Regions from separate parts of the Mus musculus genome. Here all the other regions are linked to region 2. A link is a contact called in public ChIA-PET and HiChIP or PLAC-seq data. All regions are on one chromosome and are shown on one strand. Each heading gives the region's core, a stretch centred on a gene start, on an enhancer-like site or on the middle of the called end of the contact. The rest is flanking DNA. Distances are from core to core; before and after follow the strand shown. Region 1 overlaps Rftn1 (raftlin lipid raft linker 1). Region 2 has its middle 38 kb from the start of Plcl2. Region 3 overlaps Tbc1d5 (TBC1 domain family, member 5). Region 4 overlaps Tbc1d5 (TBC1 domain family, member 5). Region 5 overlaps Rftn1 (raftlin lipid raft linker 1). Region 6 overlaps Rftn1 (raftlin lipid raft linker 1). Region 7 overlaps Rftn1 (raftlin lipid raft linker 1).

Region 1 (3,491 bases), core at 228-2,727, 400 kb before region 2:
TATTATTCAAGGCTGACGGAAGGGTAGAACTGTACCTACCTTCCCAGGCACAGGAGGAACAGAACGGGCACAGAGGCTCTGAGCTCCAGGCTTAGGCAGCACAGAGAGAGGCTCCCATCACCCTCTAGGGAGCGGCTCAGTTAGAGATACAACTGCCTCATATCCAAAACAGGGAGTCATTGAAAGTCAAGTTTCTACACCAAGCAATGAACAGTTCCATCAAACACCGTTTCTACGGGGAATGCATCTAAATAACTTCTTTTTCAAAATTTTCTATATTTTCACATACTTTTATACATCTACTTCGAATATCCTGCATAACAATCTCTTTTTTACCCCTAGAATAACATCCCTGTCCCCATTACCATCCCTATTCCCCATTTCCTTTGCAATGATGTGGGGAAGCAGCCACAGGCTGCCGCTGGAGGTGTGGATTTAGAAGTGAGTTACATGGAACTTTATTCCGTTTTCTTTCATTTCTCAGCTGCATGTGTGATAGCAGGTGACTTCGGTTTTCTCGCCTTCTGTATGTCACAGTGCCACCCCCACGGTGACAAACTTCCCTAGTTTTCATTCTTTGAAACACAGAAGTCAAGACTGATGTAACAGCTGCATCACTTCAAGTTTAGACTTCTCTCACAAACAGATCAGTTGACTGATGGCAGTGCTCATTTTTAAATAAAAAAAAAAAAGAAAGAAAGAAAAATTGGGAAAAGAATAACCCATTGAATTCTGATGACATCTGTTAAAGAATAGATTAAAAATACGTTAAAAATAGCAACCAACAAATATTGGTAGGGCTGTATGAAGAGCAGAAAGAAGACAGAGCTGTGCCCAGGAGGCTCATGCATAAGGGTCTGAGCCACTGAGACCCAACCGGGGCCAGCATCCTAATCCCTGACCTCTTTGGTATCAGGAGGAATAATTTAAAAACTGAAAGAAAAAGAAAGAAAGGAAAAGAAGAAGAGATGAGAAGAGGGTAACCTACAGGGGGTGGAGCTCCTAAGGCTCTGGCTCTCAGAACTCTCAGAAGAGACCCCGAGTCAACAGCTACAAGACTGACTGCTTCAAGTGTTGGGGAGACAGCAGCAGGCAGCCAAAGCTCTGCCAGGATCAACTCACTCCACTGAGAAGACACCCCAGCCCTCGCACCAGCTTCTCCACTTATCTTTTAGATGACAAATGCCTGGCAGACAGGAGGCTTCACAGAGGGGGGGCTGAGCACCACTGTAGCCGCCCCCAGCTCCCACATGTATTCCCTGACAGTGCATAATTAGCACTCAAAACACGATTGATCCATCTTCTCAAAAGACCACAGACATACCGATAGAAATGATATGTATCGCTTATCTCCTCCCTGCCCCCACTGGTGGTAACAGCAAACATTTGTAACCGGCATGCTGCAAAGTTATCAAGTGGGTACGTGTGATGTGACACCTAACCCAGCCACTGCCAGGGAGGGCTGACTGAACTAACTGCCAACCGCCCAAATGCTGACTAGAGAGGCTCTGAGTTACAGGACAAAGATACTGACTGTTCACGGCCTCCCTTTGCACTTTCTCTTTCTTGGTGTCACCTTTCAACTCCTTCCTATCCAAGGAGGAGGAGTTGCCAGCCTGAGAAACACATGGCTGTCACTTTTACCTTCCTCCAAGTGCCAAGAAACTTGCCATCGGCACAGAGAAGAGAGGCAACACAAGGCAAGTAGCCCAGAGAGCAAAAATAGCAAATGACTCAAGAGCTGACAGGGAGACAGGAGCTACATATATCCCTGTGGTCCTAACACTTATGAAGCCGAGGCAGGAGGATTTCTGCAAGTTCAAAGCCTGTCTGGTCTGCAGAGCAAGTTCCAGGGAAGCCTGAACCACTGTCATTCATGAATGAATAATGAATGAATGAATGAATAAAATTAATAAATAGGACATAAGTTAAAAGCAATAAGAAATACTAGAGTAAACAGAGGTAGGAAAGACTGCTCTGTAAGAAATGAGTGGGGTGGTACCCTACCAGTCCTGCTGCAGGTCACAGCAGTGAAATCAAGTGAAGCCCACTGCCACCCCCTCCCCCACCCCTGCACCCCTTAACACTATATATGTCTCAGCTATGAAGATGCCGAAGGCCTCAAGGGTGGTGAAGGAAGAGCTGAGGAGGGGAGAAAGAGGTTGTCAAACTTATCTGCTGCAGCCAAAGTAGCAATGAAACCGCAGAGGGGAAGGAACAATCTTCATATTGAAATAGATAAAATTAAAAGGGAAGGGGGAATCCAAGGCCATGGTGGTCACCCTAGCAACAGAGACCCAGCCACAGCACCCAGGGACACCAGAAACGAAGCTGGGTTGGCTTTGTGAAGGACATAAGCCTCTGCCCAAACTCCTGTTGCCTTTCCTGGGCAATCCAGAGTGTTATTATATGTGGATGGTTTTATAAACTCAACTCTTTAACAACTCTACAGACATTTTTTTCTTTCAAAGAGGGAATGTCTTGAATATGTCAGGGCTGAAACCAGCCAGTCTGTATAGGCTCTGTAGTGTGTGTGTGTGTGTGAGCGCACGTGAGCACATGTGTGAGTGCAAGATACAGAATCCTAATCCTACCCTCATCCCATTTTTAAAGTGAGAACCATTTTTTAATAGAGAGGGAATCATTTCCTCTTTTATGCTTTTTACAAGCAGGAAACAGTAGACTGTGGAGCCGTGGTGGGTTACTGCCTGCCTGTCAACATTCCACAGGTGGAAAGGTTTTGTTCGTTTGTTTTGTTCTTGTCTTAGAATAGTGTGACAGTTTGGATGAGATGTCCCCCATAGATTTAGATGCTTGAACACTTGGGCCCCCGTTTGTGGTGCCATTTGGGTAGGGTTAGGGGGTGTGACTTTGCGGTTCCAAAAGCCACGAGAAGTATCAAGTTCTCGCGCTGTTTGCTGCTTGTGGCTTGAGATGTGAGCTCACAGCTGATCTAGTCACCATGCCTACCAGTTGCCACACTTCCTCACCATGAGGGTGACAGACTCTTGCCTCCCTGGAACTGTGAGCTCTGACTAAACCCTTCTGAGGCTCAACTCAGTCAAGGCATTTTACCACAGCAACAGAAAGGTAACCAACATTCACCCCTACGTGGCAATGGAGACTCAGAACACACATGTGTTATGCCATGTTTCTTTCTCATCCTGACTTCAGACAGGGTCTTTCAGTGAACCAGAGGGGTCCCTATCTCTGCCCCTACCCAGCCCTGCGGTAATAGATGTGGCAGCTCCAAGGGTCCCCATCTCTGCCCCCCAGCACTGGGGTAATATACACTGATGTGCCCAGCTTTGACATGGTGACACACAGGTCTTTAAGAGTTTAAATGACTTCTAGCCCATGCTGGTTTTAGTCAATGTGTTTTCTAAACAAAATGTTTCCTCATGTTCCCCTCAACATCTCTGCTGACGGTGATTCAGTTTAGGGGGCTTGGGCTCAGTAGGCAAGAGAGCTTGCTGCACAAGTGTGAACAT
Region 2 (3,849 bases), core at 279-2,778:
AGCACACATGGAAATGAGAAGAGGTGTTCCTTGTTTTCTTTTCCTCCTCAGGCTAGGCTAGAAGGATGTCTTTTCCGAAGTGATAAACATGCTGTGTCCAGACCCAGAGAAAAGGAACTCTGAACTCATAGAACACATTTCTAAAAGTGTGCCCATGTGACAATCGGGACAGCGGGGAGGTCTTTTCAGCATGCTCAGTTCCTACTGTTGGACTCAAATAGCACTCTGAGGAGAAACCCAGGACAGGCTGCCTTTCCTTTCTTCCTGTGAACCACTATTTCTGCCATGCATGAAGAAGTGATGCCGGGGTTCTGGGTGGTCTTTTATGATCCACATTGACAGTTAGCTCTCATTTTTAAAAGGTCATTCAAAAAAGCAACGATTAAAACTTGACATTTCTTTTTTTTATATACAGTATTTTCATAGATTTTAGGGTTTATTTTGTTAAGTAGAATTCCCATTCTGATCTTCATAAAGCAATCATGGAATCGTGGTATTTTTTAAAATAAGCCTCTCCAGATTCTTTTTACTTTTTAGCATAATGCTCCAGAAAAGAGAAAGTCTTTACCAAAAAAAAAAAAAAAAAAAAAATGTTGTGTTTGCTATCCTATAGTCTACAGTTGTAGCTCAGTTATCAAAATGAATGCTCTTTCAGAGTGGTTGTACTTATTTATTTATTTATTTATTTACTTACTTACTTACTTAGTCTGCTTCAACGTCAACATGAAAATTAAAATTCAGGGTCAGTTATTGCTGGGGAGTGTTCTCCACGATGTAATTTGGTTGCTAGGCAACCTGTGGGCGGATATTAGCGAGAGGAAGAGAGCGCTCCTCAGCCTGCCTTCAATAGCAGTATTGCCTTTCATTTCAAACGTGCTAAATAATAGGGCCCTGCAATTTGCCTCCCTTGCCCCGTGCTGCTTACTTTTCCTCTTGAATGGAAAATTAATCTGGTTTAGTGCGGGTAACATTTGCAACTGTACTTCCTCTCCCAGGCACCGAAGGGGATGGGGGTGGTTCATTCATTTTAGTTGTGGGAAAGGCAAACTGCTGCATTTTCGTGGTTTTTTTTTTTTTTCCTCTTTACTTCTCCATTTTTTCCATTGTGGTTGTTGAGAAAACTGATCATGCACAACCTTTTATATAGGATGAAGAAAGAGGAGATGGGAAGCCAGGACCTTATTTATAGGATGCAGCTTAGAGTCTGGTGAGGTCATGAAGTTCCCTCAAGTCTGAAAAGACTCAAGTCTGAAAAGATAGGACGGAATGGTTAGTAAGCCGTGCTTAGGGAACTGGCATGAAGATCAAAGCCACACTTTTACCTCAGCTGCGGCTCCAGCATCCTCTGCTGCACCTCTTCTCAACCTAACACCTCGCACAGAGTTGGTCTTCAACAACCGACCACACAGAAGCCAACATTCTGAGGTGCCGGGCCTGGAAACAGAAAGTTCTCTCAGAACAGCTGCTTGCTGTAATAGTGTGTTCAGAGCCTCACGTCATTTCCTGTCTCAGCAGCTGAAAAAAAAAAAAATCGTAAAAACCAAGGTTGGCAAGCTGTTCTGGCTGCACGCGAACCAGAGTCTGGTTCACCACCGAAGCCCTCCTGTGCTCTTTCTGCACTGAGGAAACCGGCTTTGATCTGCTCTGAGGTCACAACCGCTAGCGAGCTATGTCAGCGCTTCACTTCATTTAGAAGAGATTTAACAGGAGGCCCATGGCTTTGCAAATCTGTTCACCGTGGTCTTGGTCTAAGCATATGAAGATAGTAACTTGAGATTCTTGTTGAGAAATCCCTCTTCTGGCCTACTTTTTTTTTTCTCTCTCTAGGCAGTCTAAATGCTTTCCCTTTAGGGCTGGCATGGATCCAGCCTATTGACTGGCCTCCTGCTGCTGGTAAACTTCCGGCTCTTCCAGTCTTTTCCCTGTGTTCTTCCATACCACATTGCTCGCATAATCTTCTCCAAATTGTCAAGGTTTTCAAAACCTTTTTAAAACCAGATCATTTCCACTTAGTCTTGTTTCCTAGAATCCTCCAGGAGAAGGAGGAGGAGGAGGAGGAGGAGGAGGAGGAGGAGGAGGAGGAGGAGGAGGAGGAGGAGGAGGAGGAGGAGGAGGAGGAGGAGGAGGAGGAAGAGTTATAGTTAGGTTGGACATACCAGGGAAAGAGGACTGGCATGCAGGAGGGACTTAGAGATCTCAGAGCACAAAAGGCACCTTTAGATAACTAAGAGGTGACAGGCAGCTGAGTACAGGAACCGGAAGTAGGTTCAGGAAGAGGTCCAGAGCCGGAAGGCCAGGGGTGCATGCGGAAGTGCAGGCTCTGAGCTGGCCAAGACATAAGACAGGAACCAGGCTTTCTCTTGTCACTCTCCTTTGTGTGACCCTCCCCACTCTTTTCCTTTTAAGTGTCTCAGATGTTCTTTTTCCTTCCCTGAAGCTACCAGTCTCCTATTTTTCAAGTGTTTTGTAAATACCAGGTCTTGACCTATGAACAGGTGGTGGGATCAATGTTGTGAATACTTACCAGCATTTCCAAAGCATCGAACAACAGTGGAATAACACAGGGCTGAAAACATAACTAAGATGCATTGCACTTGCCTAGTATGTTGATCCCCAACACCAAAAAAACAAAACAGTGTCAAACACAGAAGGGACAGAATGATTTAAAACAGAATATGCAGAATCATATACGACAAAATAGAAAAAACTTGAGTTCGAGTTTGGAAAAGCCATTAGGGTAAGCTTTGATCTCACTTATATGAGTGCATACAGGTGTGTGTGTGTGTGTGTGTGTGTGTGTGTGTGTGTGTGTGTTTGAAATGTGGATTGCTGTGGGAAGCAGGCAGAGGACCAGAAGGGAGTCTCAGCAGTCAGGAGCACTAGCTGCTCTTGCAGAAGAGCTGGGTTCCGTGTTGAGCACCCACATGGCAGCTTGAAACTACCTGTGACTTCAGTTCCAGGGGATCTGACACCCATTTCTGCTCTCCAGGAACATTAAGCACACAGGTGGCACAAATACAGATGTGTAGGCAAAACACCCAGGCACACAGAAAAGAACAAAGTACATGCATTTTTAAATGTATGATTTTTGAAAATCATAAAATCACATATTTAGAAGTGGAAAAACCTACACACTAATATGATTGGGTAATGGTTTTCTCAGAAGAACTTTTAAGAGGACCATGTTGATAAAGTTTTAATACGTCTGTATCTTTATATCTAACCCAAACAAAACTATTCTTGAATTTAAAATTCTTTTTTTTTTCTTGGAATTTTCCCTTTGCAAGTTAGCATCCTCCGTGGGGGAAATATGGTTTGTTTCTATCCTCCAAAAGATGTCATAACAAGAAGTTTCCACAACTATTGATTGGAGTTAAAACTTCAGCCATGTCTGCTTGCAGGATGCACATTGACTGAGGTCAAGGAGCTCTGACTCTGGTGGGAAGAAGGTGAGTTTTCCTGACCGCTCTGAGATGCCACTGTGGCAGGCAGGCAGGCAGGCAAAAAGATGTGACATGTAACTGATGTTTGCAGACAGTGGTCGGTAGGTACAGAGGAGCCCATCTTTACTTGACGAGAGACTACTGAGCTTTCTGTTTGCTTGATCTAACATTGTGCTACTGAATGTTAGAATTCACCATTTTTATATAACCTGCAGGCTATTTCATGATCATTGAAAACACCCTTTTCATTGAATTAAAGTCAAATAACAGGCATGTAAAGGAAAAATCCAAACAGCCTCATATTGGGCACCCACCCTTCCCCACCCCGAGTCCCAAGTCTTATGCATCACTCCGGTGACTTTGGGGCTGGCATCCTCTCAGTTTTGGAAACATCTACTAAAAATTT
Region 3 (3,787 bases), core at 521-3,020, 330 kb after region 2:
TCTATATAATGTTTTATTTTCCTCCTTAACTATGTAAACTAGCTTGATAATATTTTTGTTACTGTGGAAACACCAACACTTAGAAAGCAGTCTTTGTACGAAGTTCCCTGCAGAGATCTTCTGAAAACCTTTTCTTCCAGAACAGTGTTGCCTTGAGCTGAAGAGTTTTCAGAAGGAATGTTAGCACTGGCATGGCCTGCTAGGGTAAATTCGCAGCCCTCACTCAACTGAGGGCTAGGTATTCTCAGGATGTAGGTATAAGCTATGCAGTGTCCTAGAGCTGTATGGACCAGTGTACTATATTAGATATGAAGCAGATTGCTATGGTGCCCTGAAATCCAGGCTATGTTCTGCTTATTGAGTGGATCTCCTAGAATAGGCTATATATGCAGAGGTTCTAACTTCACATAAAGGCATTATTGGGATCAGACACAACCATGTCTGGATATAGTCTATCCTTTTTTCATTCCCTTTTCCTTTCAACACACAAAGCAAATGGCTGTGTCCCTTGGACTCTAGGACAATGGAAGTTATTTGTCAAGCATCTCTTAGGAGTCTCTGCTGGCAAATGTCTTGGAAGGAAGGTCAGAGAATGAAGAAATAGTATTATGCTCCTGTAATGTCCTACAGATAATATTTTTGTGGTTTTCTTTCCTCAAAAAACCCCAATGAGATGAACAGGTGCTACAGTGAGTGAGCTGAGGGAAACAGTGGCTTATCTAGTTCAGGGGATGCAGAGCATCTCCTGTTCCCTCTGCCCCAGGTTCATCTCACGGTGGCTGGAACCTTCTCTATCGGACTGACAAACTCTCTGTCAGAGTGTGGGGGCAAAGGGAATTCTAAACACATTCAGACAAAGGGCCAGTTCTGACTGAGTTGTCTTAGAGCCCTACAGCAAGAGTAACATCCAAGAAGGCAGGGACACTGGGGAACCCTGGCGCCAACAAAACAGTGTGCCCTGCAGCAGGCACACTGGCTTGTTCCATAATTACTGTTGAATATAAAATCTTGATAAAAGAAAAATGATGGAGAGTATTTTAATATAAATAGGATTAGTTTATTATATGCATATGAATATTTTAAATTAAGCCAAACATGATATGAGGTTTAATTACTATTTTATTATTCTCATTTTAGCTTGAATTTGAATGAAAGAATCTTGAATTCTAAACTTCCATGTAACATAAATATTCTCATTATAATGTATTTCAACTAAAAGGTGCAAAGAAAAAGATTAATGATTGTAATCTTAAATATTTATGTCTTAAAATCCCATGGGAAGTACTGAAAATGGATAAGCTTTTACTTCTTAAGCTAAACTAATGGGTAATATTAAAATGCTAGTTTTTGACTGTAAACTGTTATGACTCACTATTTATGGTGGTTACATTGTACACTGGTTAAATCGTATGGCAAAAATTTTAATATGAAGGCAATACTTAAAATATTTCAAAATCAGGTTGTGAAAAAGACAAGTGGTAATTTTTTAGGTGGAATATGGGTAGTTAAAACACAGAAACAGATCTTACAACAAATTCGTCAAATATTGTTACAAACAATTCATCCAGTAACAAAAGTCCTTCCTTGTGTCAGCCATCCTACAGAACATAACGTTGCAAATGACCTCAAACATAGGTTGAATCATATTTGGCAAAGAAAAAGAGTTTTCACTGTGAACAGAAAATCCACAAGGCCTGATGCCACCAAAGTAGGCCCTAAGAGTGAACTTTTGTTTTACACAACAGTGCCACTTAGTGGCCAAACTATGGTAGTGGACCAGTGTGCTGAATGGAGAGTAGGGCCAGTAACTGGGTTTGGGAGAGAGTTGTGACACTGTAAGTGGCCAGAATGGGGTGGGGCAGTACATGCCAACAAATGAGAGAAGAGGGAGGGAGGGAAGGAGAGAGGGAGGGAGGGAGGGAGGAGAGAGAGAGAGACAGAGAGACAGAGACAGAGAGAGACAGAGGATGGATAAATAGATGACAGACGGGTGATTAGACAGATGGTAGACAGGGAGGTGGCAACTGTACCTTGGAGGTCAGTTAGAGCCTGGACAGGAACAGAAACCTGAGCATCGCTTCCTGTAACTACGTCGCCTAGATTTCATAAGAAAAAATAATTAGATATGATAAAGGAAAATAGACAACCTTTTGCCTTTCATACTCAATATTATAATATTTTATCGAATTATTAAAATTTATAGAACAGAAAATACAGTGGAAACTTAGATAAACATCTGACGTGTCTTTAAAGTAAGCAATGTCTTTAAAACGATGTTTCCAGTGGAGAGTTTGTGTCTGTTTTTACTAAGGAAAAGTTCACAAGTTCCTACTATAAGTTTCTACTATACTGTGGATTGGAAACCTCAGTATAAAAGTATAAAGGACTTCTCTGAGGAGATTTTTATGGCATTACAAATATTAGTATGTTTTAAAATATATCTTCTAAAAAAGACTTATTCATATGGAAGTTATATAACACTTATTAACAGGCATATTTTTTCAAAACTGATTTCTTCCAATGTAAAAAAAAATATTTTTAAACTAAACTTTAAAGGAAATTCATAGGAAAGACCTAAGCAAGCTCTAATTTCATGTTACCTAGTGAAAATATTTCAAACTTACCACATGTATTTTCAAATGCATCTGTGAACTACATCCCTTTATTATAGGCAATTATTAAATTGAAACCATAGTAAATGCTTATAATAAAGCAGTGTTCCAAAAAAAAAAAAAAAGAAAGAAAGAAAGAAAGAAAGAACCAGATGGGCATATAGAAAAGAAAACCGAGCTGGGAGAGCAGGTCTTAGTGACCCAGAAGGAAGAGTAGGAGAGGAGAGGAGAGCCACCCAGACACTGCCGTCCCTCCAGCTCTTCTGTTTCTGGGGCAGCAGTGTTCAACAATTACCAGTCACAGCCGTCAGACTAACCCCTAGAGACGGCAGTGTCGAAGGCTATTTCGTGGTTACTAAATAGAAGAAAGCAAGTCTTTTAAAAGTCTCCAGGATTCCTGTGTACAGCCTATGACTTTGTAGGCTTGCTTCTTCTTCAGCTTTTATATAATACATGCATATGACAACTATGTATTCATTTTACTAATATATATATAAAGTACTAATTAATATACTATAAATAATATGATTAACATATATAATAATATACAGGATCTCACACACACACATTTTGGTAAAAATCGATTTTAAACGAGATAGCATCCCTCAGTGTTCTGGCCACTTAATGTACTCTGATTTGTAGCGCGGCCACACTGTGTCATTACTGCATTCCTATCAACTAACAGGACAGAGAAATGTTCTCCTATAACCAAAATAAAATTGTGAAAGGGACCACATCCCACAGAAAGGCTTTGGGTAGAAAGAAAATGGTCACAACCTAAGTTTCCATAATAACATTTCCTAAATTGATAAATGGTAGGCTCAATTTCTGAACATTTTCAAGTCTATACCAGTTACCCGTTTTGCTATATAGATTTCTCATTTTAATATTTAAGGTAACGATTACTAAGAAGATGAGGGAACAGCAGCTCTGCTGATTTTCTTTTCCTCAGCGGACACATAAAGTCCACCATGAACGTTAAGTTACACATGCCTGCATCTGGGTGACAGAACCTCCCCTTAGAAATACAAATCACTATAACCTAGGAAACACATTTCCGTCTTTGCAAACAACCTTTGAACTTTCCCTCGGAGTCCCCTGAGAAGGCTGTCACTCGGTGGAGGGCTCTCTAGAACAGGAGCCTGCAGGCAGGCTGCGGTGGCTGGAGCTGTCAG
Region 4 (3,958 bases), core at 1,385-3,884, 290 kb after region 2:
AAGGTCATTAAGACTGAAGAGGACTGCTCTGGTTGAAGCAGGTGCAAAGGGCCAAGAATCTCTTATATTTGGCACTCTGAAATGCAGTTTCTCATCCCCAACGAGGTTGCTGAATGTGAAAAACATTCTGAAAGCCTTCAGCTATCACTCAGCTTATAAATAGAAATGGGATCACGTGGGAACAAAGGGTGGCTTGCCGCTTATTCTCATCATATTATATAATTGCAATTCTAAAACTGTCAGAAGCCACTTTAATCTCTATCTTAGTGTCTCAGGCTGTACACTCCCTGCAGCTAACAATACTCTCCACAAGGCAGCTTCAGTCACTCCCTTTCATTACACTGGCCTTCTGAATAAAAAAGAAATGCTTGCCCAATCACCCTGAGGTCATATGAAAACAACCACTTAATGGTCCTGAAAGGAACCGCTCACTGTGTTTACTCTTGCTTGCATCGTCTACTATCTGTAATAGGAAGGAATGTGGTGGGGTCATGATGGAATTCTGGAGTAGACATTCCTGGGTTCAAAACCCATTTTTCCCATTTTCTAGTTGAATAACTTTGACAAGTTCTTTAATTCTTCTTTACACCTCTGTCTGCCAGAAATGATGGAAGAAGGAGATGAGTATGCATGGAGATTCCTGCCAGGACATACACTCAATAAGTCAAGTCATATAGTTTTTCGGTTTTTAAAAACATAATTAAGTTAAAACAATGAAACTGGCTTAAAGAACAGAAATTTATGATTCACTGTCAGAAAATAGTAGTTTCTGGTTTCTAAACTTCATGTGGCAAAAGATCAATAAGGGACATCAGAATCCAGCATTGTCCTACGTTTAGAAGAGCAAATCCATATATAAGGCAAGAACTGGACACCCGAGGCTGGGCTACCTACAGACCACAGCAAACTGTATTTGGAAGCCTTATAGGTAAGAGTTAGAGGGCAGGGGATACTTTACTAGAAAAGAAAAAAAGCTAGCATCTAACTTTTTGGAGAGTGATATTAAATAAACTGGACAATGAGTGTCTTAGGGTTTTACTGCTGTGAACAGATAAAAAGGCAACTCTTACAAGGACAACAGTTAATTAGGGCTGGCTTGCAGGTTCAGAGGTTCAGTCCATTATCATCAAGGTGGGAGTGTGGCAGCATCCAGGCAGGCATGGTGCAGGAGGAGCTGAGAGTTCTACATCTTCATCTGAAGGCTGCTAGCAGAATACTGGCTTCCAGCAGCTAAGATCAGGGTCTTAAAGTCCACGCCCACAGTGACACCACACCTACTCCACCACGGAGAACACCTGCTAACAGTGCCACTCCATGGGCTGAGCGTATATAGACCCTCACAATGAGCTTTTCATGTATGGATCCATTTACTCTTCACAACAAACCTGTGTGGCAGATCCTCTCATTTACTGACAGATATTCCTGTCAGCCATATTCTCTGGGAGTATATGCTCCAGGTTAGGCAGCCAACCAAGAACCAGATCCCTTGGCTGCTCGCCCATGTCTTCCCTAGATGGACTCACATTCATGTTCTACGCTTTCCTAGCAAAGATTTAATGCACATTTACCAACTGTAATGGAGATACTAACTTCTAGTGGTTCACTAAACTATTTCCTTTCTAAAATGTTTAGAAATGGTTTATCATTGTAGTACATTTCAAATCCACTGCTTGTAAGGGTGAGGCAGGAAGATTGCTGGCAGTTGAAGATCAGCCTGCACTACATGGTGAGACCTTATTTAAAAGAAGAAAGGCATTTCTACAGGGGCATTAAGTTGGCTGAATATTATGCAATTTGGTTGTTTATAAAATACATCTTTCAGGTGTTAGTTATATACCTTCAGTACCTTTTTGATATTTTTTAAATAGTATAAGGTTTTATGATTTATTATTTACTTCCTTATCAACTTGATTAATAAATACATTCATTTACATTGTGTTAAGCCATGCAGAAAATACAATAACAGTTGAGATGTGGGCTCCTGGCCTCTATGAGTTTAGAGGAAGATACAGTCTGTACGTTCTTAAAGCCAAGAAAGGAGTAGGAAGCTCTGGAGAAGATGCAGGAGGATGCATGGAAATGAGAGCATGTTTTCTAGAATTCTGAAGGTACTGAAGGAGGAGGAATCAGAAGCAATGATAGAAAAGCATGTTCCAGGAAACAAGGATCCAGTCAACAAAGTTTTGTGTGTGTGTGTATGCAAGTGTCTGTGTGCATGTACAGGAGAGTGGCAGGTGAGCAAAGGAAAAACCAGTAATGAAGTCAAGTCAGAGAACTGAGAGGAGCAGGATCTTCAGATGGGCAGAAACCCCTCTCTCACATTCTTCCTTCCAGTAATGTGTGAGATGCTAGGGTCTGACACATAGTCTGCTGTTCCCACTGTCCCTAATGGAGACCATGTTTGAGGGTCACTTATGGACAAGAGTGACTGTCAGTTTTGCAGCAAAACAGGGCGAGAAGGGTCCTGGGGTGGGCTCTGCTCAGCTTCTAAGAGTGTCCTCAGATCACAAGATAAGCAGACATGGGAGCCAACACTGACAGCAGCAGCAGGAACCAGCCAAGAATAGCAGCTAGAGACAGGAAAGGCGCCCAGTCTTGCTTGAACAGATGGGTGAACAAGAAGTGGGAAGAACAGGAAACGGAAAGTCTTGATGAGAAGGAGGAAGGCTGCAGATGCTCTGAGGAAGCTGTGGTATACACAGGGTAAAACACACACACACTCGCGCACACACACTTGGTGTGAATGAAACCCAAGCCAGAGAAGCATATGGCAATAGCCCTGGAAGACAGCATCAGGAAAAATAGAACAAGAACACAATGACTACATATTACACTGCATTAAATGACAGGGTATGGGTGTGTGAAGCAGTTCAGCCGCTGTACTGGAGAACAAGCTGGAATATGAACGCTATAGCCCTAGCATTAGTGTATAAGAGGCCTGTCACATACAATAGTTAGGGCTTTAACGAGTCAGCAACTCTTTGAGCCCAAATATAAGATGGTAACACTATTTAGTATGGCCTGTAATTCTTAGGGGATTGGATTATTGGAGAGTCTTGATAAAGGACACAGTTTGGCCTAACAAGTGCTTTATAAATGTTACTTTTTTGTTGTTTTGTACTAGCAATGTACTCCTAGAACATTACCCCAGGGAACCATGTGCATACATAAAAGCAACTGAAGATATTAGTCAGGCATCCAAGGACAGCACATATACTCACGTGAACCCTGCATGTTTTTTAAAAATATTCTGTTGATGGACAATTCACAGACATACAACAGATGACTAACTGGAAAAATAAGATTGCAATGTATAAGTTTTTTTTTTTTTTTAAGTAGTCTTGACTTTGAAAAACATGGTGGGATTATACTTTTTTTTTTTCTGGATTTTCTACAAGGATATGGGGTTATATATTTACAAGAAAATAAGATTATTATGTGAACAACATACTAGGGAAGACATTTTTAAAAAGCAAAAGGGTTGGCTGGGGAAATGCCTCAAGCATAGAGACCCAGCTTTGGACCCCTGCATCAACTTCTCATCCAGCTGTAGCCATGTGTGATGCAATCCAGTGGTGACTATATGTGGACACTGATCTCTGGAGCTTGCTAGCCAACTAGTCTAGACAAACTGGTGTTTTGCTATGTATGTGCACACGTGTGCATGTGTGTGTGCATGCGTGTGTGCGTATGCGATTCTGTGCGTGCATGTACAGGAGAGTGGCAGGCGAGCAAAGGCGGAACAAATTATGAAGTCAACTCAGAGAACTTGGAGAAGCAGGTCCTTCAGATGGGCAAAAGGCCCTCCCTTCCATTCCTTTCTAGTCAAGAAGCTGTGGTTCAGCAAGAAACCCTGCCTCAAACAATAAGGTGAATGAGGTGGAGAGTGAGTGAGGAGGACACCTGACTTCAATCTCTAGCATCCCTAAGCATGTTACACATATGTACATACAAACAT
Region 5 (3,854 bases), core at 488-2,987, 310 kb before region 2:
TTTGGTTCCACTTTAGTAAAAATGATCATGACAGGCTGCTTTTATTATGGATCTCTACAGAAAACAACCATTTGGTTTTGCTTTAACTGATAACAGTCATTACTAGGGAATCCCATCTACTGAAGGGAGCCTTGAGGTCTTGAGTTTTGACTGCCTGGATCACACACAGGCTCACCCCAGAGTCGATCTGCACTCAAGAGTACCTGTTGCTCCTTGATCTAGATTCAGAGTGGCTGGGACCAGAGCCCTGAGAGTTTTGCATGGAGACGGGATAGTTGAGAATGGCCAGCCTCCTTAAAGCTAATCTCATCACCCCCATTAGGAATCATGGAAGGACAACATTAGTACCAAGAACAAGGCTTAAACCATGTCATTCGACAGAGCCTCATCCATCTCCCCAAATCTGCAAGCTTGTGATGTTTTTATAGGAAGCAATTTCCTTTTTGGGAACCAGAATTTGCATATTCTGTTTAAAAGCAAGGTCTGTTTTTAGCACAACACCCAGCCAGGACCTCCGCTTGCAAGTCACGCAACTGAACTCTTTGCATAAGTCTTCAAAACAGAAACTGACCCTTAGCAAATATAGGAACTAGAACTAGAACCAAAACCAGGCAGGAATAAACAACGTCACAATGCCCATTGGTGGATTTTACCCAAATTAAAATTAGCTATCCAGACACGCTCCGCCTCACCCTTTACTGATGATACAGAATCTAAAAAGCGGTCAGAAAAAAACTAAGCAAGTGGTCTGAAAACTGCACTGGTTGGGGCAGACGGTTTCAGAGACCAGTGCTCCCTGGACGCCACAGCAAATTCTTAGGAAAGAAAAATGCCTCCCTGGACTCAAGCTCGAGTCTGACCTTGCTTTGTACCTTGCAGGAGGGTTCTTGGTTGAGAGAGGGTTTCACCATTGGGGTTCTTTTAGCCTGGGGAACCCCCTGAAGTGTTTGTTGAGCATGATCACGTATGAGTAAGGGAGGTGTCATAAAGTTCCCACAGCCAGTAAGGGAACTTTACTTTGTTTAAAAAGCTGAGACTACAAACCAACCACCGTCGCCCACCCAAGTTTATGTCTGGCCTCCTAGATCTTAGCTACAGGTCAACCCTAGCCCTACCTTAGAACAAGTGACAAAGGGAAGCCACAGACCCACTCCGGCAGGCTCTTAGCTAACATTCATGTTCTTAGTAAACAAAGTAGTCTCTCCAAACAGAGAGTCATGTACGACTGTAAGCCTGGCATTGGGAGGCAAACAGGAGAACCCCTGGGCTTACTGGTCAACCCTCCTAGCCTAAGTGGAGAGTTCCAGGTCAGTAAGAGACCTTGTCAAAAAGAAAAAAAAAGATGACAATCCCTGAGGAACACAACTAGAGATTGTCCTTTGGTTTACACACACACACACACACACACACACACACACACACACAGAGAGAGAGAGAGAGAGAGAGAGAGAGAGAGAGAGAGAGAGAAAAAGTGAGAGAGAGGTCTCAACATTTTCATGATTGTCCTGTCACCCAAACCTGTGGCTCTTGTCACAACACACAGGTGACCTACAAGGATTCGCCAGGAAAGCCACAGTGTAGCTGACCTTAGAGCTGTGTGTCGTGATGGCTTGTGACTGACAGAACCGGCTGTAGGCCTAGAGGATGTGGAAAATGAAGCCTCGGCTCAGACACCAGCCAAGCCACAAGCCTGCCTCTCTAGGAAGCAACCATCACAGGCATCTGTCCCCTTCCTGCGGGTTTCCTTTATGACACCTCCCTTACTTGTGGGTGCTCAACAAATACTTCAGAGTCCTCCAGGCTCAGGCTAAAAGAACCCCATGGTGAAACCCTCTCTCACCAGGAACCCTCCTGCAAGACACACAAGCCTCGCCCCTGCTTATCTTTCCTTTCCATAGCTTCTCAGTCCTGGGCAGTCTTGTACATCCTAGTCAGATGTTAACCCCATGAATGCCTGGCATGGCAAGCCAGGTCCACTCATACTTGTCCTAATTATGGACTCCAGGTAATTTCTGTGGGATGTGGTCAGCCTGGCAGAGAACAAGTAAGTGTGGGGTCTGAGGGTAGGAGGAAAGAGGCAGTAGAGACCTTAACAAGGCAATGGCTCCTACAGAGGATCTGAAGCTGATTTAGCTAGCCATGACCTGCTGAAACATCCCTGGAGTGAGCAGTTAGTTCTAAATGTGAAAGCCACAGAACTGGAAACAGACACCTGTCTAGATGTTAGCGTGTGACTGGGCAGGAGGTCGTATGTGCTGAGCAGAGCTCCGAGTGCCAGACTCCAGCTCTGAACCAGGGTGAAGGGACAGACGCTCACTTTCCCCAAGGCTCCTGAGTTAAGAGCAAGCTATCAGAAGACCAAAACCCCCAGAGACCTGTTCCTCACATGCCCTGCCCGGCTCTGTCTCATAGCCTCCCTGCAAATCCTTAGTCTCGTCCACCTTCTGTCCAGTTTCTCAATGAACCCCTCCACAAAAGATGGAGGAATCCCTACCCCAGTTGTTCTCAAACTGAAGAAGCAGCAGAAGCATCGTCAGGATTTATCACATAGGGACGATTTTACATTTCATGGTGTCTAGAGAGAGGACCGAGACTTTGTATTCCTACAAGAAGGGGACCACATCTGGAGAAACCCTGGGTCCAAATCTCAGCTGTATGTGAACTCCAGGTGCTCCCTGTGCCCACCCCATCTCCCCAAGACCTCTTAGGACCTCAGGTAGCTTTGGCACCAGAAAAGCCAGCATCCACTCTCTTCACTCACGCTCTTCTCCCAGCAGCAACCCCAGGACCAGAGCGCACAGCTTTCCCCCGACCCTGTGCCCCAATGCTCCCATCCCGGCTCTGTCCAGCACAAGGCAGATCTGGAACCACCCTCCCTCCAATTCAGCAGAAGCTGCCTCCTTTCTGGGGGGCTTCCTGAAAGCCTACCTCTGGGCGGTGCTCCTTGCAAGGGAGGGTGAACTTCCACTTTCACAGCACTCGCTCTGCACTAGAAATCCCCAGCCTACCGCGCATACAGTGGTCTGGGGGAAAGAGTGGGAACAGAGACAACTGCAGGAGGCTCAAGCAGCCCTGGGGGTTGTGGAGAGAATTCTGCACACTGTGACCCACACAACCATTGGAGCATCATCTGTTAGGCTGTCCACTCATATGGTGACACAGGCCTACCTGCTCAACTCCCAGCCCCAGCTGCATCCCTTACAGCTTCAATACTACCCAGGCCTGGGCCCTTTCCAGGATGAACTGGCACACAGCAGGGGCTTGTGACAAGTTTGTGATCCCCCTGCGCCTCTGCCTCTGCCTCTGCCTCTGCCTCTGCCTCTGCCTCTGCCTCTGCCTCTGCCTCCTCCAGCAAATCCTACCGGCGTGCGCCACCACAGCTGGCCTATGACAAGTTTATAAACAAAGTTTTAAAATAATTGTATTGGGTTGGGCATGGTGTTGCCTGCCTTTAACCCCAGCACTAAAGAGGCAAAGGCACGTATATCTCTGGAAGCCAGCCTAGTCTACATAATGAGTTACAGACCAAGCAAGGCTACACCATGTGGCCTGGTCTCAAGAATACAGAAATCAATTAACTGTGGTCAATGACTCAGCAGATAAAGGTGCTTCCTGCCAAGCCCAAAGACACAAGTTCAATCCCCGGGACCCATGTGGTGGGAGGAAAAGAACTGACTCCCACAAGTTGTCCTTTGCTCCCCAACACACAGCATGATATGTGTGTGCCCATACGCATACACTCAGTAATAAAGATAATAAAAACATTTTTAGGAGAATAATTGTATTGGCTTGCCTTATGTCCTCTAAAATAGATAATAAGCCACTTAAAGGAAGTAAAACGTACGGTGGTTTAT
Region 6 (3,917 bases), core at 1,289-3,788, 350 kb before region 2:
CTCTCTTCCATCCTACTCTAGAACGAAGCCCGAAGTCCAGCAGTGGCTCACACCTCAGTCTATCCTTCCAACCCATCTCCAGGCCTTTGGGCCTTACCACTTGTAATGGCTCATCCTGGATGTCAACTTGACCGCATCTGGAATCAGCTAAAACTTAAGTGGCTGTGCATAGCTGTGAGGGATTAAATTCTTGACTAGATCAACTGAGTCAGAAAGACCCACCCTAAATCTGGATTTTCTGAGGTCAGAAGATGAACTCTAAATCTCAGCCACATCTTCTGGTGGTAGCCTATGTAGAACTTCTGCTTTTTGTCTGTTTGTCCTCACTCTTGATGCCAAGTCCATCAATCCTGCTTCAGAGTCATTCCTTCATTGTTATTAGAAGACACTTATTTGGGATTGTGATGTATATTGACAGCCAGGCTGAGACATCCAGTGCTGTGGACTGAACAACTATTGGGTTCTTGGCCTTTTCTTTGGGATACAGCCATTGCTAGTCTAGCTGGACCACTCTGTAAACCACTCTGATAAACCATGTTTATATATATGTATATAAACATATATATAAACATATATATATATATATATATATACACACACACACACATATATATATACACACAAACACACATATATATATATACACATATGTGTGTTGTTTATATACTATATATTTTACATATAAATAGATTTTATATTTATATAACATCATACATATTATATACTTTTTATGTATTTTTACATATATTAAATATAATAAATAATATATACCAAATATAAATGTTAAATATAATGATATATAGTGTATGTGTTAAATATACATATATGTGCCATATGTGTGTGTATATATATATATATATATATATATATATGTATATATATACTCATTCTATCAGTTCTATTTCTCTAGGGGACACTGACTAATCCATCAGCATCCAGGGCAGACATAGGGTAACACCCCTAGGTCTTCCATTTTTTCACTACCACCCTTGTGGAGCTGGAATGACTACTACTCAGAGACCTCTTGGGTCAGTCCCCTTCACCACCAGCTGGACTATCTCAAATCCTACTCAACCCCAATGATCTGGACTGCTGGAGTAGTAACCCAGAACTCCAGCCTCAACTTCAATCTGGGCCTGTCAGAGCTTGAATCCTAAACCCTAGAGGAGTTATGAGACTCAAGACCACAAATCATTCTGCTGCTCACTCACAACTTGACAAGACTGAGGTAACGACAACCGAAGAACTGAACACCCACCCAACAAAGACATCCACTCCAAGAAACACTACAAACACCACGACTCCAGATAACAGCTGAAAAAACACAGTCACAAACAACCTCCACCAGAAGCCTGCCACCCCTACTGCAACAGACCCCAAGGAAAGCAATTTAGCTGAAGCACGAGACAAGGACTCCAAAATAGCAATTAGGAAATATGTTCAAGGACCTTAAAGAGGATATGAATAAACGTCTTAATGAAGTTCTCAAAAACACAAACAGTCGAATGAAATAATGCAAACATTTCCAGACATGAAAATAGAGTTTCACAAAGAAACGGGAAAGCCAGGCTGAAATAGGACTGGAAAAAAATCTGGGGAGGTGAGACATAAGGCTCAGAGAACCTCATGAGCAGACTGAAGTGGAAGAGAGAATTTCGAGTTTTGAAGACAAGGTAGTAGAAACAGCTCAGTCAAAAAAAAAATGTTGAGTCTAATAAAATTCTGGTACAAAACCCTGGAAATCCGGGACACTTTCAAAAGAGCACACCTGGAAATGACAGCTATAGAGGGAGAAGAGGCCGAGCTCACAGTCACAGAAAATATTTTAAGCCAAACCTCAGAGGAAAATTTCCCCCATCTATAAAGAAACAGGTGCCTAATAGGTCTCCGAAATACATAATCAAAACGCTAAATGCAAAGAATAAAGAAAGGATATTAAAAACTGCAAGGGAAAGAGATCAACTCCCATATAAAGGCAGACCCATTAGACTAACACCTGACTTTTGATTAGGGACTGAAAACCAGAAGGTCCTAGACAGACGCTCTGCATGTTCTGAAAGAACACACATTCCAGGCCAGACTACCATATCCAGCAAAACTATCACGCAGAAGAGCAAAGGAGAAAGAAAAACATCTCATGATGAGAAACAAAGTTAAACAATTTGTGTTTCCCAATCCAGCCCTACAGAAGGTGCCAGAAGGAAACCTTCAGGCGGGAGAAAAGGTTAAATACACTGAAGAAGAAATAATCCCAGAACAGTAAATCAGAAATAGCTGGCCACCCATCAAGGTCCCTGTTTGCTGTTTTACATGCGTAGTGCTGCCATTCTTTTAATGAGCAAATGAAATCATCACTGACAAGGATCTGATGACAGGAGGAGGAAGGGAAATCTAGAGCTGCCTCAGTCTTGTGTAGACAGATAAGCATGGCTCCTATCCCATTAGATGCGAAGGGAGTCAGATGACATCCTGGCAGCAGAGGAACTGGGCCTGTGTCCCCAGGCTGCTCTGTGGAAGCCACCAAAGTCATGCGAGTCATTGCTATTAATAGTTTTAGTTGTCTCACAAACTATCTCTAGGTCAGACAGAGTCCTATGTCAGGGTGCTGTTCCTTCTGCCTAATTTCAGTCCAGACCTAACCAGCATCTACAGTTCATACACAGGTCTTTCGCTCCTCAGTCAAAGCCATGGGCCTTCTGTTCTGGAACCCTTTGTAAAACGGTAGAGTGGGGCCAACAATATGGCTCAGCAGGTGAAGAAGCTTGCTGCCAAGATTGACCACCTGAGTTCAATCCCACATGGTGTAAGGAGGAAACTCCTGCAAGTTGTCCTCTGGCCTCCACACATGTGCCATGACATAAATGAGCCCCCAAATTGATAGATAGATAGATAGATAGATAGATAGATAGATAGATAGATAGATAGATAGAGTAATCAAAATTCTTTTCTAAGCTGAGCTCAAAATGAGCTTAGTTAGATCTTCAGGACTGAACAATAAACTCTGAAAAGGCATGGGGAGGGGGTGGTAGCTTCTTTGTCAGATTCCAGACTTTGATAATGGCTTCTGCAATACCTTACAGCAGGGTCTCCAGGAAGAAGGTGACAGGACGCTCTGTAAGTAGAATGCAGGAGAGTGAGTTGGATCCAGGAAATGGCACTGTCCTTTAAGAGGAACCAATATTCAGCAGCCGGAGGCCAGTACATGAAGAGGTAAAAGCAAGATAAAAAACACTTAGACCCCACAGAACACAGGGGGAGGGAGAGATGGGGTGGCAAGGACAGATGGCAGATGTATCAGGTGGCTAACCACACCCCATGTTTACCTCAAACTCATCCCAGATTTGTAAAATTAAACACACAAAGAGGAAATGTCTCCATGGAGAAGTCAGAATTCAAGCCTGCCCTGTTTCCTCCCTCACCCAGGAAATCCCTTCCTCTCCTGAGCACTACCAAGGAGGACTCACCCCTGAAGTTCTCTTCCCTCTTTAAGGTATCATAGACACCTCCTTGGAGCCCTTGTGCAAGACATTTTAAGTCAAAGAACAAGTCTGTCTTTAGCTATGGCAGAGAAAAGAGAAGTTAACCCCCAAAAAACATCTGGCCACAAACAGCATAAAGTGAAGCCATCATCAGAAAGGGACATGGGGACGTCAGCCTCTATTCCACCAGGACACAGGGCGCTGCCCTTCTCAGAGCTCCCCCCGCTGCCCCATGATGCAGTCTGATGTCCTCCACGTGTGCTGCCTCAGGTGGCTTCCTCCATCTGACCAATTTCTAATTTCATTAAACAATATAAAATACCAGGGAGGAATTAACGTGTGTCAAGGTGCTCCTGGGACAGGACAAGCACTGGTACAGACCCCAGAATTACAGCACAGTGCTTAGCAAATGCTGAGAGACCATCCGGGGCCTGCTTT
Region 7 (3,758 bases), core at 492-2,991, 380 kb before region 2:
GTCATCTTTTCTCTATTTAGAAATAATCACGAGAAGCAGAAACAAGAAACAACTTAGACTGGAGCACTTCCCCAGTCAGATAAAAAGTTACTTAGTAAATGTCAGTTGTCTAAAACAAATGCTTTATCCCTGGGAAACAGGAAGAGAGGTTAACACCCATCCATTCCAGCCAATCCTTTCTTCTCTCTCTTCCTCCAAAACACCAGGTTAAATTAGCAAGGTCAGATTAGCTATTTTTTTTAAATAGTAGAGAAAGAAATGAGCCAGTAATAGATCTGTGCTGGTTATCTTTCGTCAACTTGACACAAGCTAAAATCTGAAAGGAGAGAATCTCAATTGAAACAAACAAACGAAAAATTGGCTTGTAGGCAGCTCTGCCAGGACATTTTCTTAATTAATGACTGATGTGGGAATGAATGCCCAGCCCACTGCGGGCAGCGTCATCCCTGGTCATGTGGGCCTGGGTTATATAAGACGCAGGCTAAGTGAGCAGTGAAGAGTAAGCCAGTTGGGGTTGGTGGCATCAAGTCAGATACCGCCCTTAAGAAAAGGACAACGCAAGGGCTGGAGAGATGGCTTAGGAGACAGCAGAACATTTGCTGCTCTGGGAGAAAACTTGGGTTCAATTCCCAGCACCCAACTCCAGCGCCCAGGGATTATCCAATGCCTCTGGTCTCTCTGTACTCCGTATACAAATGGGCACAGGCAGGCTCACACTCATGCACATGTGCACACACACGTTAATAAAGAATACAAATATTAATAATAAAATAATTAATAAAACAATCTGTATTCGATCAGAAGTGTGAGGATTATTTCTATTGTCTAGGATCAGGAATTACTTACTCCTTAAATCAAGGAGCAGAAGAGCAGTGTCTTTAAGACTGTTTGGAGATTAGTCATAGGGCCATAGAGGATAGAGATTGGCAAAGTTCTGGCTAGAAAACAAACAGTTGGAACAAGATAAAATACAAATCTGTCTGGCAAAGAGCCATGAGCACAGGCGAACTTGTTACGTAGCTATGCCAGTAGTGGGTAGCAGATGCATAGATTAACTCACTGATAGAATGACCCTGGGGAGGGCTGCCACTGACGCCTAAAGCAGTGGATAGGGAACAAATGGAGTTTCCCCTCATCCCAATAGGAAGTGCAAGATGGCACCAGATTAAGCTGGTGGCACAGTGTGATGCAGGAAGAATGGAAAGATTTCCAAGGAGAGAGTAGTTAGTAAGAGAGACATCTTAGGCACTTCTTCACCCTGTCTTTGGTGGCTTGAGGGAGGATAATAAATCAAGCTGTTACTAAGATAATTCTGGAATAATCAGGAAAAAGAGGATTATGAAATGAGAGCAATGGAGTTCAAAGTTCCCCTAACACTACGCTGAAGGTTTAAAAATGCTTGAGAGGGAAAAGAATGGAGAGAGAGAGAGAGAGAGAGAGAGAGAGAGAGAGAGAGAGAGAGAGAGAGAGAGAGAGAACACGAGAGCGAGCGCCATGGATCTTTAATGACTGCAGCTATAGGAGCACCAGGGGAGCCCAGGAGGAAGCGGGATGGAAAATGTGCCAGCCAAGTTACTGCCCCTTCTGATGTCCCTGGCCCCTGCCCCCAGCAGATACTTACTTCTGTCATAAAGGTTGGGTATCTATAGGAACATTCTGGATATGATGACACTGTCGCCACACACTCTCAAGGAGCTGTGTGCTGCCAAGTGAGTGTCTGTTACAGCTTAGCATCAACATACTACACCGCGACTTTAGAGAAAATCTTGCCACATCCTGTCTCAGAGCTTACAGTCAGGGCTGCCTCTTTGCTAGACAAACCACCTAACAACTCACAACTAGTTCAAGGCCTTTGTTGTTTGCCTCGAAAGGCCACAAAGGTAAATGAAGATCCTTTCTCTCAACCCTCTGGGATACAGAAAAAACCAGAGGAAACCATGGGGAACAGCCATAGGAAGAGGCCTGCTCTCTCTCTCGGACTCCTGCAGCCTCTCACGAAAGACACACAGAAAGTGAAAAGAAAGAATGTTCCTAATAATGCATAATTAATAGCATCTTATCAGGAACACAACAACTGAGTAAAATCAAGTCTTCCTAACATTTGCTGGTTCAGGAAAAGTCCCACATCTGCAATGCATGAATAGAAAGGATAGCTACCCATGAGTGGTCCCCAGGTGTTTTTATGGGCCACAGTCAGCTGAGTGACAGAAAGTCACTCAGCTTGCACATAATTACAGTTTCCATGTTCAAGACTGCTGCTATTTCTGCTTTTCTAGTTTCTCCCACCTACACCCCAGCACCTGCCTGAGACAGGGGACCAAAACACTCTATATCTGCAGCAACCAATGAGGTCACTGAAGAAATGTGTCCAGTGCAACTCAGAGGGGAGCTTGCATTTTAAAGTCCCATCAGTCCCAGAGCTGGAGAAATGGCTCTGATAGTAAGAATACCTCCTGCTCACACATAGAACCTGGGTTCCAAGTTCCCAGCACCCATGTGGTTGGGTGCTCACAGCCTTCTATAACCCCAGTTCCATGGGACCCTGCACCCTCTTCTAGCTTCCACAGACCCTGCACATACACGCAGTGTACAAACATACATGTAGGCTAGACATTCAGAAAGTTGTTTTCAAAAACTAAGCACAACCAACTTTGATGCAAATGTGTACGTATGCTTAGCTCTGTCCTTACACTTGAATGTACCCACCATTCATCTGGAGTCTACCAAAATGCAGATGCTGTTTCTACATAAGGGGAGGGGGGTGTCTGAGAACCTGAAATTTTGAAGGAACTCCCTAAAGATGCTGCTCCTGGACAGGAGATGCTGCCCCCGGACTGGAGATGCTGCCCCTGGACTGGAGATGCTGACCCTGGACTGGAGATGCTGACCCTGGACTGGAGATGCTGACCCTGGACTGGAGATGCTGACACTTCTGTCCCACCAGCCACACTTGGAGCAGCAAACCTTTTCCTCAGAAACCACAAGTCTGACCCTGAGGCTTCCTTTGGGTTCACTGTCTCTACATGATTTTAACCACATCTCCTTTAAGGAAAAGCTTGTATGAGACACTAATGTCTCACATATGCCTTAAAGCATACAAACAAGCCGTTAGAACACCGAGGGGCTGAGAGACAAGTGGAACAAGCATTATCCTTGGTGACCACAGGAAGTCTGCATGACTAAAGCTGGCATCTCAAGGCACAGATGTCCACTTGAAATGAGGCTCCTTCTTAAATATAATGGAAGGCTGTGTATGTTTCAAAAAGGCTTTTCGGTAATTTTACATTTCAAGTTAGATCTTAATAGATGTGGTACTTAAACTCACTCTGTGCCCCCCCCACACCCCCCAACCTCTTATTAAGAGCTGAGGTAGCCATTTCTCTGTGTCTGGGGATGGGTGACTAGAACAGGGCTATTACTCTCAATCTGCTATCACATCATAGGACTTCTAAAGCCATGTGCACATTTTATGAGTTATCTGACATTCTTACACATATATATCATTGTACTTTATTCGTACGTACCCCACAGTCCTTCCCTCCCCCAGCTATTTCTTCCTTCCTGCTCATTCCTTTTCCCCTGTAATGTCGTATGCATATATACATATATATTTTAAATCTACATTAACTATACTCTATACATAAGAGAAAACATGAAGTGGTTTAGAGTGTATTCCGCTCTTGCAAAGGATCCAAGTTCAGTTCCCAGCATGCACATCAGGTGGCTCACATCCACCTGTAACTCCAGCTCCAGGGGCT

Evidence for each region. HiChIP or PLAC-seq counts read pairs in DNA pulled down with a chosen protein or histone mark. ChIA-PET counts read pairs in DNA pulled down with a chosen protein or histone mark.
Region 1: a contact with region 2 is called in a BATF HiChIP or PLAC-seq map of CD8 T cells, with 6 read pairs. The contact joins two enhancer-like sites. A contact is called at or near these places in 1 of 484 Hi-C or Micro-C datasets (double positive thymocytes) and 2 of 115 datasets of contacts at active chromatin or transcription factors (CD8 T cells and memory CD8 T cells).
Region 3: a RAD21 HiChIP or PLAC-seq map of pro-B cells shows a contact between it and region 2, with 4 times the contacts expected there. The contact joins two enhancer-like sites. A contact is called at or near these places in 2 of 15 datasets of contacts at CTCF or cohesin (large pre-B cells and pro-B cells) and 11 of 115 datasets of contacts at active chromatin or transcription factors (the 230-238 cell line, bone marrow-derived macrophages, cardiomyocytes and 7 more).
Region 4: a contact with region 2 is called in an H3K27ac HiChIP or PLAC-seq map of microglia, with 6 times the contacts expected there. The contact joins two enhancer-like sites. A contact is called at or near these places in 6 of 115 datasets of contacts at active chromatin or transcription factors (CD8 T cells, bone marrow-derived macrophages, large pre-B cells and 1 more).
Region 5: an RNA polymerase II ChIA-PET map of memory CD8 T cells shows a contact between it and region 2, with 80 read pairs. The contact joins two enhancer-like sites. A contact is called at or near these places in 2 of 115 datasets of contacts at active chromatin or transcription factors (effector CD8 T cells and memory CD8 T cells).
Region 6: an H3K27ac HiChIP or PLAC-seq map of microglia shows a contact between it and region 2, with 3 times the contacts expected there. The contact joins two enhancer-like sites.
Region 7: a BATF HiChIP or PLAC-seq map of CD8 T cells shows a contact between it and region 2, with 7 read pairs. The contact joins two enhancer-like sites. A contact is called at or near these places in 1 of 484 Hi-C or Micro-C datasets (double positive thymocytes) and 2 of 115 datasets of contacts at active chromatin or transcription factors (CD8 T cells and memory CD8 T cells).

The regions. Positions count from the first base shown.
Region 1 is chr17:50,068,849-50,072,339 of GRCm38.p6, forward strand. All of the region lies in intron 4 of Rftn1 (raftlin lipid raft linker 1), which reads right to left. Among named protein-coding and RNA genes, the nearest start is that of Gm52302, 36 kb to the left of the region's middle. Within about 2 kb of position 1,478, at least 63 of the 459 cell types and tissues checked have an H3K27ac peak or open chromatin away from gene starts, as enhancers often do. A contact at or near this core is called in CD8 T cells, double positive thymocytes and memory CD8 T cells, where this site is marked.
Region 2 is chr17:50,469,128-50,472,976 of GRCm38.p6, forward strand. No RefSeq gene overlaps it. Among named protein-coding and RNA genes, the nearest start is that of Plcl2, 38 kb to the right of the region's middle. Within about 2 kb of position 1,529, at least 294 of the 459 cell types and tissues checked have an H3K27ac peak or open chromatin away from gene starts, as enhancers often do. A contact at or near this core is called in CD8 T cells, bone marrow-derived macrophages, double positive thymocytes and 4 more, where this site is marked.
Region 3 is chr17:50,793,896-50,797,682 of GRCm38.p6, forward strand. The region is part of intron 17 of Tbc1d5 (TBC1 domain family, member 5); the gene reads right to left. Among named protein-coding and RNA genes, the nearest start is that of Gm41598, 4.9 kb to the left of the region's middle. Within about 2 kb of position 1,771, at least 8 of the 459 cell types and tissues checked have an H3K27ac peak or open chromatin away from gene starts, as enhancers often do. A contact at or near this core is called in bone marrow-derived macrophages and pro-B cells, where this site is marked.
Region 4 is chr17:50,760,982-50,764,939 of GRCm38.p6, forward strand. The region is part of intron 18 of Tbc1d5 (TBC1 domain family, member 5); the gene reads right to left. Among named protein-coding and RNA genes, the nearest start is that of Gm41598, 28 kb to the right of the region's middle. Within about 2 kb of position 2,635, at least 73 of the 459 cell types and tissues checked have an H3K27ac peak or open chromatin away from gene starts, as enhancers often do. A contact at or near this core is called in bone marrow-derived macrophages and microglia, where this site is marked.
Region 5 is chr17:50,157,009-50,160,862 of GRCm38.p6, forward strand. The region is part of intron 2 of Rftn1 (raftlin lipid raft linker 1); the gene reads right to left. Among named protein-coding and RNA genes, the nearest start is that of Rftn1, 32 kb to the right of the region's middle. Within about 2 kb of position 1,738, at least 94 of the 459 cell types and tissues checked have an H3K27ac peak or open chromatin away from gene starts, as enhancers often do. A contact at or near this core is called in effector CD8 T cells and memory CD8 T cells, where this site is marked.
Region 6 is chr17:50,117,808-50,121,724 of GRCm38.p6, forward strand. All of the region lies in intron 2 of Rftn1 (raftlin lipid raft linker 1), which reads right to left. Among named protein-coding and RNA genes, the nearest start is that of Rftn1, 71 kb to the right of the region's middle. Within about 2 kb of position 2,539, at least 24 of the 459 cell types and tissues checked have an H3K27ac peak or open chromatin away from gene starts, as enhancers often do. A contact at or near this core is called in microglia, where this site is marked.
Region 7 is chr17:50,092,555-50,096,312 of GRCm38.p6, forward strand. The region is part of intron 3 of Rftn1 (raftlin lipid raft linker 1); the gene reads right to left. Among named protein-coding and RNA genes, the nearest start is that of Gm52302, 60 kb to the left of the region's middle. Within about 2 kb of position 1,742, at least 59 of the 459 cell types and tissues checked have an H3K27ac peak or open chromatin away from gene starts, as enhancers often do. A contact at or near this core is called in CD8 T cells, double positive thymocytes and memory CD8 T cells, where this site is marked.